Linked DNA regions of Anser cygnoides: regions 2 and 3 are each linked to region 1. Evidence: chromatin contacts called from public Hi-C data. All regions are on one chromosome and are shown on one strand. The core of a region is the stretch at or near the end of the contact, and the rest is flanking DNA. Distances in the headings are between cores, read along the strand shown.

What was found. Hi-C and Micro-C count contacts between places; a contact is called where the count stands out from the background.
Region 2: a Hi-C map of liver shows a contact between it and region 1, with 4 times the contacts expected there. The contact joins the promoter of NUDT5 here to the promoter of PHYH in region 1. A contact is called at or near these places in 2 of 7 Hi-C or Micro-C datasets (both in liver).
Region 3: a contact with region 1 is called in a Hi-C map of liver, with 8 times the contacts expected there. The contact joins the promoter of UPF2 here to the promoter of PHYH in region 1. A contact is called at or near these places in 2 of 7 Hi-C or Micro-C datasets (both in liver).

The regions. Positions count from the first base shown.
Region 1 is chr1:7,216,959-7,220,383 of Taihu_goose_T2T_genome, forward strand. PHYH (phytanoyl-CoA 2-hydroxylase) reads right to left here and starts at 2,144. Exons shown (of 9, transcript XM_013197102.3): 1 at 1,943-2,144. The coding sequence starts at 2,035.
Region 2 is chr1:6,795,782-6,799,278 of Taihu_goose_T2T_genome, forward strand. It overlaps NUDT5 (nudix hydrolase 5), which reads right to left and starts at 1,727. Exons shown (of 10, transcript XM_013197085.3): 1 at 1,617-1,727; 2 at 1,268-1,357. The coding sequence starts at 1,658.
Region 3 is chr1:6,743,373-6,747,028 of Taihu_goose_T2T_genome, forward strand. It overlaps UPF2 (UPF2 regulator of nonsense mediated mRNA decay), which reads right to left and starts at 2,108. Exons shown (of 23, transcript XM_048062607.2): 1 at 1,823-2,108.

The DNA.
Region 1 (3,425 bases), core at 894-3,393:
ATAGAATGTCTTGGGCTGGAAGGAACCTCAAAGCCCCCTCAGCGCCACCCCCTGCCATGGGCAGGGACACCTCCCCCCAGCCCAGGCTGCCCAAAGCCCCATCCAGCCTGGCCTTGGGCACTGCCAGGGATGGGGCAGCCACAGCTCCTCTGGGCAGCTTGGGCCAGGGCCTCACCGCCCTCTGAGGGAAGATTTTCTTCCTTATATCTAATCTAACTCTCCCACTCGTGGTTTCAATACACCAGTATTACCAATAGCCACCGATCTCTAACGTACCCATCCCTAAGAGCAGCTACAGGAGGCAATTAGGTACATACAAGATGATATTAAACTCCCTATTGTGCAGGTTTCATTTTAAATAAACAGAGAGATCAGGACACTCTTCTCCAGGCTGGGCAGGTTGGGCCTTGGGGCAAGCTGGCAGAAGGCAGTTAACTCCTGCCGGAGGATTTACTAAGCAGGGAGAAGTGGCTGCACACATCTGCACCCCAGCAGAGCAGCTCAGAGCTCCCGTGGTTTGGGGCCGCTTCCTATTTTGTGACTCTGGTGTGACCAGTATCACCGCCAAGGTATTTCTTCCTCTGTAAAAGGAGACATTGTTGGGGTGGAAAGGTGACTGTCATGGCAGATTCCTCAGAGCCAGGGATTAAAACAAAACTGGTGCACCGAGGGAACATATGTCAAATAAACCCGTTCTTACCAGTTTCTGTTATTTACCTTACCCCCACACCCTCCTTGTTCCAGCCCAGTTTAATCATAGTTTTGTCCAAAGCTCTTCATGTCACAGCCTTTATGTCTAGATTTAATAACAGCAGTGCCTGAAACTGGATACAGACCTGGGGGGTCCCCTGGGTTTGCCTGAAAAAACACAAGTAAACCTAACACTAATGGGGAAACACTTTAGGATCCCATCAGGAACGTACTCCCCTTACAACCAGGGTGCTTTTCCTTGCATTTATGTCTGATTTTGTGCCCCTGCTTGCACCTGTGTCTCTTACCAGCCTGAGTTAACTGCTATCCGTACATCTTTAGAGTTTTTATACATTTGGAGACTTTTATGTGCTGCTTGATCACATCCTCTTCACTAATTTATTATAATTCAGAAAACTTGCCAGCGTTCAGCTCTCACTGAGAATCAGCAGCATTTAATTTATTTTTTATTTTTTAAAAACAGCAAAATTTAAGGCAGCAGCTTTAAAAATAGTACCAGCAGGCAGTCTTCATTTAACTTTTGGAAACGTGGAACAGACCAGGGTGAAAACTGTCTGCCCCAGTCTTGTTTCTTTGGTCTATGGTAAGGCAGGCAGCCTCCAAAATCCCTACATCCTTTCCCACTCACCAGTGCAGCACAGACAAAACCTCGCAGCTTTTCCTGGTGCTGGTCTAATGGTCAGGTCTGCAGCTGCCGACAAGGTCTGAGACTTGCTGTGTGATTGCTGAGCCCTGCAGGGTTTATTTCCCCCCAGAACATCAATCTTTAGGGTAAATCCCCCTGCTCACTGCTCCCGACGCACAGGCAGGTGCAGGATGCACACGCGTGTTGTGTTTTCAGCGTGTTTTATGAGCAGACCCCGAGAAACGAGCAGGCAAAGCTGACCGGAACATCACGTGCTGTGGAGCGATGCCAAAAGGTGGCCGGCCCACCAGATGCACAGCCCCGTGCCCGGGTTGTAGGGCACGGGGAAGAAACTCCAGGCGGCGAGAGGTTTTTGGGGCGGGACTCCCCAAAACCAAACGGCCAGGACACGCGCTGCCCTGCTGCCTACCTGCCTGCCACACGCTCCCACCCCGCAGCCGGGGTGCCTGCGCATCCTCATAGAGCACCACCGAAGCCCTCCTAGGTGTGCGAAAGCGCACGCAGCGGGGTGGGGGCATCCAAAAGGCCCCCACCCCAAGAGGGCCAACGTCTCACCGCCTCCCTCCCCACGGACATAAAGGATACAAGAGCAGGGGCTGTCCCCAGCCGGGGCGAGAGGTGCCGGAGGATGGTGTCCAGCCGAGCCGCCGGCCCCGACCTCTTCCCCAGCTGCTCCATCGCGCTCGTCCCGCAGCCTGACCCTACAAACACCCGGGGAGGAGCTGGGCCCCGTCACCCTCCGCAGCCGCTGCCTGGGCTGCACATGCGCCAGCAGCCGTGCATGCTCAGAGAGGCTGCAGAAAGGGAGCCAAGGCCTGGCAGGGTTTGCGAGTGGGAGGGCCCGCTGGAGGCTGGGAAGTACGTGGGGAAGCTCCGAGCATGCTTTTTGCTCGCTCCCCCCTTCCCGTGTTTTTCCCTTTCTGTGCCAGCAGTTACTGAGCTGCGAGGATTTAATCAGCCCTGTGCAGAGAGCGGCGCTTGGCACGCTCGGTCACAGACCACGGATGAGGCTGGCAGGAATATTCTCTTTTTTTTTTTTTTTAGCTCCCATCTCTCAGGAGACTTTCAGAGCTTGCCTCGTTTCTCCATGAATCAGTTTGCAAAGATCTTTATGGCCCCGCAGTCACCTCAACACCGTGTCAGGGTGCGTTTCCTAAGTGCCTTACTTGCGTTGATACAGACCTGGAATGCTTGCAGCCTCCATCACATCTGCACTGGATGCAGGATGCTGTGCTGGGTGCCCTTTCTGCCCAGCTCCTGCGGCAGCTCCGGTGCTTTTAAGTCAGCAAAGAGGCCAAGGAGCAAAGCAGGTCACAGTGCTGCACCTGGGGAGTTCGGGGTGAGGAAGAAAGCCTGGAAGGGAAATCCTGGTGTAGGAGGATAAGAGCCCTTAGCATTAAAACGTCCACGTGCTCAGAAGTGCTGCATGGGTGTAGGTTGCTCCTAGCATCCTCTCCTCTGCCTTAACTAACACCGTGAGCATGTCACCTGAGAAGCCTGGGAATATTAAGGGACTTAAAACACCTCCAGCATGGCTCAAAAGGTGATTTTTGTTATTTTTGCACAGCTGCTGTTGCCAGTGCTCCTTTTAGAGCCTTACCACTCCTCCAAAGTGGGCTTCAGGTCCCCTGTGTCACCGTTTAGACTAGCTTGTGCCATCGGTGTGGCAATCAGTTCATCCTCGCTTTCCCTTAAAGTGCTATGCTGTGAGGCAGGCACAGCTGAAAGGTGAGGTTTCTGATGACGGAATTAGCCATCGTGCTTCCTTCTCCATTCCCTCGGCTAGGGGCGTTTGTCTGACCGGGACAGAGCAAACTGCAGGGAAAAACCGTTAACAAACACTTTGCAGCAATATACACCAAGTAGCAGCATCAGGACTGGAGGGAAGTTACGCTAAGAATTGACGTTATTGTGCCAACCCACTGTATGCCAGCGCCTGCTCAATTCCTTCATAACCCTCTTCTGCATGAGCGACGCAGCCAGGCCCTGCTCCTGAAGATGCACCGTCACCGCTGCTGTACAGTTCTCCAGCAGAGCACGTCCCCTGTTGCTCCGAGCCATCTCACGA
Region 2 (3,497 bases), core at 477-2,976, 420 kb before region 1:
TAACTGCTTACAGGGTGAGGAAACTGAAAGCTGCCAGGTTTCCCTAAAAGTAAAATAAAACGTTATTGTCACCCACCTTGTCAGGTGCACAACTAAAACCTTTTGGAAGCTGGCCTAGAAGCATAACTCTTGCCTTGCAGAGCTCCTTACTTAGGGCCCAACGGCACTTTTCAGGGCGTGTTCTACTAACCATACTCAGTTTTAGAATGAGCAATTTTTTATGGCTTGATCTATTACTTTGACGGGCAAATACCACGTGTTTTCGCTCACAACAGCCTGACTGTGGGTTCCCAGAAGCAGGTAGAAGAAAATAAGATCAGCAGCTACGTTCACGAAAGAAGATTCTCCAACATCAAGCCACACAGGTGCTGAAGACCAAAACACTTTCACTATAAGGGTGACTGGCAGACACATGGTAAACATTCTCCTCAACTATGCCCAGAAAATGACCGAAAAGCTAAATGGCTTAGAAGATGTTAAGATCTAATTATGAACTTCTAATGACACTGAAGAGTGCAATATTACAAAGGAGAAAACCTAAGAGGTATTATGAAGAAAAAGGAGCATAAAATTCAAGTATTACCTGAAAAACAAAAACAAAACAGGTTCTAAGGTCTAAAAAAACTCATAGTTTCAATTATGGTGAAAATGCTCCTAAAAAGCAGCCAGAAGTACCTCAGAATTCCATTCTGAAGACCTGATATTTTCTGATTCTGTAAAGGTAAGGTGCAACTACAGTGTTTTTGACAAATATTACTACCTCCTTACTAACGTCTTTAGAACAGCAATCATCTAAATTCAAATCCTTCCAGAAAATATCAGAGAAGATAAAATCCTAAATGTTAAGGCAACTCTTAGAGGTTCATCTTAGAGGAACAGACAGCATTTTCACAATCTACCCATTTCTACAGTATCTGAGAGGAATCAACATTATTTCTTAATATTGAAAACAGCCTGAACAGACAATACAACAAACAGCTATAAAATTAGGAAAAAAAAAGCTGAAGCTTAAAAAAACTGAACACTGTAGATTTCTCTCCCTCTCCTTGATAATTTGTATGATTGTTTCGCAAAAAGAATTACATATTCCTCATCCACGTCACCTTCTTTAAACTCTTTGACCATCAGGAAGAAGTGCTCTGCCTGAATAGATTTTACAAACCTACAGCATCTATACCATTTCTTACTCTGCACTCACAAACATTCTGATCTGTCTCAGCTAGTTGTTATTTAGCAATAAAACGTGTCAAAACCAAACATGTTATACCTCTTCTTTAAGGACGAATTGCCTAGCAGTTTTCGGAACTTCTGCGGATGTCTCAGTTGCCATTTTCAGGAATGTCAGGCTTTTCCCCTCCTGTGCAAAGTCCAGACTACTATGAAACAAAGTCAATATTTGCTTTCAGAGTAAAGTTAAAAGGTTCATTTCTGCATTCTAAATTAACAAATCCAACTTGCCAGAGAAAGTTAACAGCATGTGATGGCAAGTGCAATTCACATTTTCAGCTCCACCTGATGGTTTCGAAGGAAGTCTGGGTCAAATCCCAGACTTACGTAGTTGGTAACAGTCCTATCAACTGCAGAACAGCTGTGCTGGCTGAAGATACCCTCCTTACCCGTTCAAAGGTCAGGCACACGCAGAAGCAAAGTTGATCCATTTAGTAGAATTGTTTCATTCTGCTCAGTGAAGTGTCAATGCAGCATTGCCACAACAAGTCTAAGCACTCCACTGTCAAAGTGGAAAAAAAACTTACACCAGAAGGACTTCCGGAGTAGAAGTTGCACATTATTGAGAAAGAATCAGAACCAGAACCTACATACATCACATATACGTACATAAATGGCTCAATTCTTCCCCCCCAAAAAAAACTCCAAGGTCAAAAAGTCACCTGTGTGTTGCAAGTCTAGGTGGCACGTGGAGTTAGCGTGATCAAAGCACGTCACTCTCCCTTACTAGGAATGGTGTGGCCAACACCGTGCAAAAGGCACCTGGATATGCCCAAAGCAAGGCTGTCTCACTGCTGAGATATGCAGCACTTTCGGCACAGAAACTATTATTCCAAGGAAGCTCATCTTTGATATTATGTTCCTGTACTGAAGCCCTGAAAATTAATTTTAAATAAAAAGACAGTGCAAAGAAGCAACTCAGTTTAGATGCCAGGAGAGACAAGATCTCAGAGATCTCTGTTATTCTCAAGAGTTCATTTAAGGTTGTAATCTTTCCATGAAGTCAACAGGAACCTTTCCCTTGACTCCAACTATAGTTTAATAAGGATTCTCTAGCAATGAACACTATATGCTGTGAGTGCTCACCTCTGTCACGCCCAATTTTAGCACTTTCATTCTTACTTTATCCTTCTGTGATAAAATCTACAGCACACTTGCGAAACATACATGAGCATGGAGCTATACCAGCTTTCTTACATATAAGATTTGTATTTAACTTCACAGAGTAGTTCAGAGGACTAGACAGTACAAGCTATGTCTGGTTATCAGAAGGATTACAACTAATGTACATAAATCCATTTCCTCAGTAAGTACAAAGGGCAGGCTCTTTCTTAAATCTTAAGACAGTCTTGTTGGATGCAGTACATCATAGCGGTTGTCAAAGTTTCAAATTGTCTTTAGGTAACATAAAACTTGCACAGGAACCCTCACTTACTAAATCCAATTCTGTCATTTCAAAAATATATTACCCTTTTTTAATCCTAAAATTACATTATATTATCCTTTCTAAAAGAAATGATGCTTCATCTTAAAATTATGTAGTGTTATTGCCTACCTTACCACTACTATGAAAAACTGTTCTAGGACCTTACTTGCTTATCTTACGTTTATCCCATATTAGTTCAATTAGTGTTGCCCGTTTGTTCTTAAGCTAACTCAAACCCTCCTCACTTAGGATTTAAGAGACGTGACTGGCAAACAGTCACAGTATCTCGCTGTGAGTCTAACATACAGTATTAAGCTTTCCATGAAACTCATGCAAAAGAACCACAGCCCAGCATACTGGTTTGAAAAGGCTCCTGGTCATCCATAGGAGACAGTCAAACTAGGCTCTGTGCGACGCCCTAAGTATCCAGCTTCAAAAATATAGAAAATTCACATAGCTAGCTACAAGAAATGCACCTCCAATGTTTGGAAAGAATTATAAGCTTTCTGATTGACAATATGTACCTATCAAAGACAGGAGATAGCAAATGGTGTTGATCTTAAACTTTTTTTAGGACTGGCTGAATAACTATTCCTCTTTTAATCCCCCCTCAAAAGAAATCCCCTTCCATTGATCATCGTAACCCTTCTACATTAACTGCATCTGCGTATCTCTCTCAAACAGATTACCACAGTTGTTCCCAAAATCTCATATGCAACTTTATTAATGCTTTCTATAACAGTATTAATACTTACCTACATCAATTACAAATACACCCTAGGAGCTCATCTCATGCCAGAAGCTCTTTTCAACAGAATTTGCTCTCTCCTGCAGTGACAGATTC
Region 3 (3,656 bases), core at 858-3,357, 470 kb before region 1:
CACTACCTGCTAGGTACAGCTCCTTATCTTGCAAACCCTTCTGGTCGTACTGACACCTCATTTAAGCCTACCGATAATTAACTGCAGGAGGCAGGCAGTGCGACGGCTGCCTCCAAGCTATACGCAGACCGATTCACTGGTCAGCGCACAGCGCAGAAGCGTCCACAGAGCGCATGCTATAGCCCTTCCCTCAGCAAGAATGTTCATTTAGACTGAATTATTTTTCTCAGTCGCTGGTTCTAACAAGATCTGTAGAGAGGTTATACCTCCAGAGCTCCCAGTTTGGCTGAAAAAAGGTTCAAAAACTAGTGGAAGCAGAGAGAAATGGAAACGGCAGCAGGCTCGCCTAGGTCTCATTGCCACAGGAAGTCAGGCCACGCATAGTTTGGTCCAGATTAAAGGCACAGTAAGGCAACTCCGAGAGAAACTTATCGATTAAAACTTTTATTTAGTACCTAATACTTATGTGAACGTACTGTTGGAAAGACAAGATAATGACACAAGCTTCAAAAGCCAGTAAATAGGAGGAACCGGCACTCACAGCTGAAAATTAGAAAGTACGGAAAGGACAGACAGGAGACAAGGGTTCCATATGCTTTTGGGCTTTCAGCAGTGCATTCCTGTAATGACATTTAAATTCTTTGGAACTAGCTTCTTGGTTCCATCACTTACAGATGCTATCTTCCCAGAAGAAACTACTAAGCCTCCTTTTTCACTATTTGATCTACATTAACTCACTCTAATCTTATTTAAGAGTTGCGGGTATTTTTTATTTTAGCTGAATTTCTACTTAAGCTTTTTTCACGCCAATCTTGGTATTTGATAAAGTGACAGAAGCAGCTCACAATACTCCAGGCTCAGAAGTTTAAATAAATAAAAGTTCAACAATAACAAAAGTTTTCCATTTATGCTTTCCCATAAACATTGCCCACCTAATTGCTTATCCTCAAGGAAACACAAGATTCACAAGAGATATTCAGCACTATTAACGTAGCCGCTATTCAGAATAAAAGGAGCAACATCAACACCTTAGCCTGATGCTCTAGATCCTCTCAAATCGGTGAAAAGCCGTAGCCAAAGACCGCAGCACCACAAACTTAAATCTTTCTCAAGTATAGCGGGATGAAGACACAACTTTACTAAACTAACGAGGAACACTGAGCTTTTTCACACGCTTTTCATGCTGCTAGCGGGATTTAAATTGATCACAGACATTCCTCCGTTAGGTACGCTGTTAGGTAGGGGGGCTACACAACGCAGGCAACAAGTCCCGCTTCTGACACCGCGAAAAGCATCAGAGAACGAAGGAGCTGAGCAGGGTTAGCAACCCCATCGCTAGGGAATGGAAGTTTTGAGGAGCTGCGGTGCAAATCAGGGCAGGGGCCGGCGGGTTGACCAGCCGGCCGCTTTTACTTTCGCTTCCACGCCTCCCCCAGGAGCGTTGTGTTGGCGGAGCTGCCCTGCCCTGGGGGGGGGGGGGGGAAGGGGAGTGAAGGCAAATCGGTGCGCGTGGGACAACAGAACCGCTGCGGTGTTACACCCCCGGCTCCTCCTTCTCCCCGTCCCCCGAGGGCAGCCGTCCCCAAACCCCTTCGCTTCCCCCCCTTCCTCCCCTTCCCCTTTCAGCCCCCCCGGTGCCACCTCACGGCCCCGCCGCCCCCCTCAGCCCCCCCCAGGCTCCCTCAGCGCCTCCCTCAGCCGCCGTCCCCGGTTCCCCCCCCCCATCTCCGGTTCCCCCCCGCCGTCCCCGGCCTCCCCCTCCCGCCCCCATCACCCTCCCTCCCCTCACGTCCCGGTGCTCCCCTCACGCCCCCGCCCCCGCCACCTCGGCCCGGTGCAGGCATCGCCCGGCCGCCGCCGCCGCCGCCGCTCGAGGCCCCCTCTCCCCTCACGCCGCTCTCCGTGCCCGCGGCCGCCCTCCGCGCTGCCTGAGCCGAAGCGTCGCTCCCCGGGCCGAGCCCCGCCGCTCGCCTCCCGCCGCCCAACCGAGAAATTAAGGGTGAGGAGGCGGCTCGGTGCTCGCCGTTGTGGCCGCCCCGTAAGGCCCGGCGGAGGGAGGTTGGTGGAGGCAGGGAGGCAGGCAGCGCGCGGGGCAGCCCCGGGTGGGGGTCCTGAAGGAGGGCGGCCGTGCTCGGGTTACCGGCGGGGTGCGGAGGCGGAAGTGGCTGAGGGAAGGGGGGGGGGCGGGGGACGCCGTGTGGTGCCGCGTGACGTCACCGCCGTGACGTTTTTCGCCCCTGTAGCCTCGCGTCGCGTCACGCTGCTCGGGCCGACGTTAAACTCCGCCGTTCCCCGAGGCCATGAGTCCGCCTGCCCTCTGCCAGACGCAAATTTTGGGGGCAGAAAACCCCAAATTACCTCAGAGCACGCGTCCCACACGGCGCTGGCCGTGAGGCGGCCCGAAATTAGCCCCACGTGAAAGGTCTGGCACGGTCCGGCCTCAATAAGTGGGTATTTTGGGGTTAAGATCCAGTTCCTTAAGCACTCAGGTGTTTATTTTCATAGAATCACAGAATCATTAGGGTTGGAAAAGCCCTCCAAGGTCACCTGGTCCAACCACCCCCTACCACCAATGTCACCCACTAAACCCTGTCCCTAAGCACCACGTCCAACCTTTCCTTGAACACCCCCAGGGACGGTGACCCCACCACCTCCCTGGGCAACCCGTCCCAGTGCCTGACTGCTCTTTCTGAGAAGAAATGTCTCCTCATTTCCAACCTGAACCTCCCCTGGCACAACTTGAGGCCATTCCCTCTGGTCCTATCACTAGTTACCTGTGAGAAGAGGCCGAACCCCAGCTCCCCACAGCTTCCTTTCAGGTAGCTGCAGAGAGCAATAAGGTCTGCCCTGAGCGTCCTCTTCTCCAGACCAAACAACCCCAGTTCCCTCAGCTGCTCCTCACAGGACTTGTGCTCCAGGCCCTTCACCAGCTTCGTAGCCCTTCTCTGGGCACGTTCCAGGGCCTCGATGTCCTTCTGGTAGTGAGGGGCCCAAGCACTCGGGCTCCTGTGAGCTGTCACTTAGGTACAGTGAGGTATTTGTGCCCCTCCAGGCTTAGGGTGAGCACACACACACCTGACTGCAACATCACGGCCAAGCCTCGAGGGGCAAAATGAGATTATTCTGCTGTTAAACCCACTTTAGTCACAGGGAAGAGGCAAAGAGGCAGTCCAAAACAGGATTTTTCCTCTGTTAATCCCACTTTTAATCACAGGGAAGAGGCAGCCCGAATATGAGACTGCTTACCGACTTGGTTTTTGTGTACTCTGCCAGCTGGTACGGGGCTGGACAGGTTTTTTTCCAGGAAAGAGCCCTCCTCCTGCTGTTCATGCCTCATTTTGCAGACACATCCGAAAATCTCCGTCTGGAAAAGTTTATGAATATTTGAAGGGGTGAAGTCATGCTTCTTATTTACATCGATTGTTCAAGTGTCTTTGTGGCACGAAGACATCATTTGCCTCCCAAGATGGTTACTGGGTTGCTTAAACTGATTTGCTGGAATGGGGAAGATCCATGTGATGTGCTAAACAGAGAAAAGAGGGGTTAAAAGGGGAGGATATCTACAAAGATACTGGTGTTTTTGGAAAAACACCAATAATGTAGAGTGGATGCCTCTGAATGCAGCTTTTCTGTTATGGTTTAAAAAAGGCAGACTC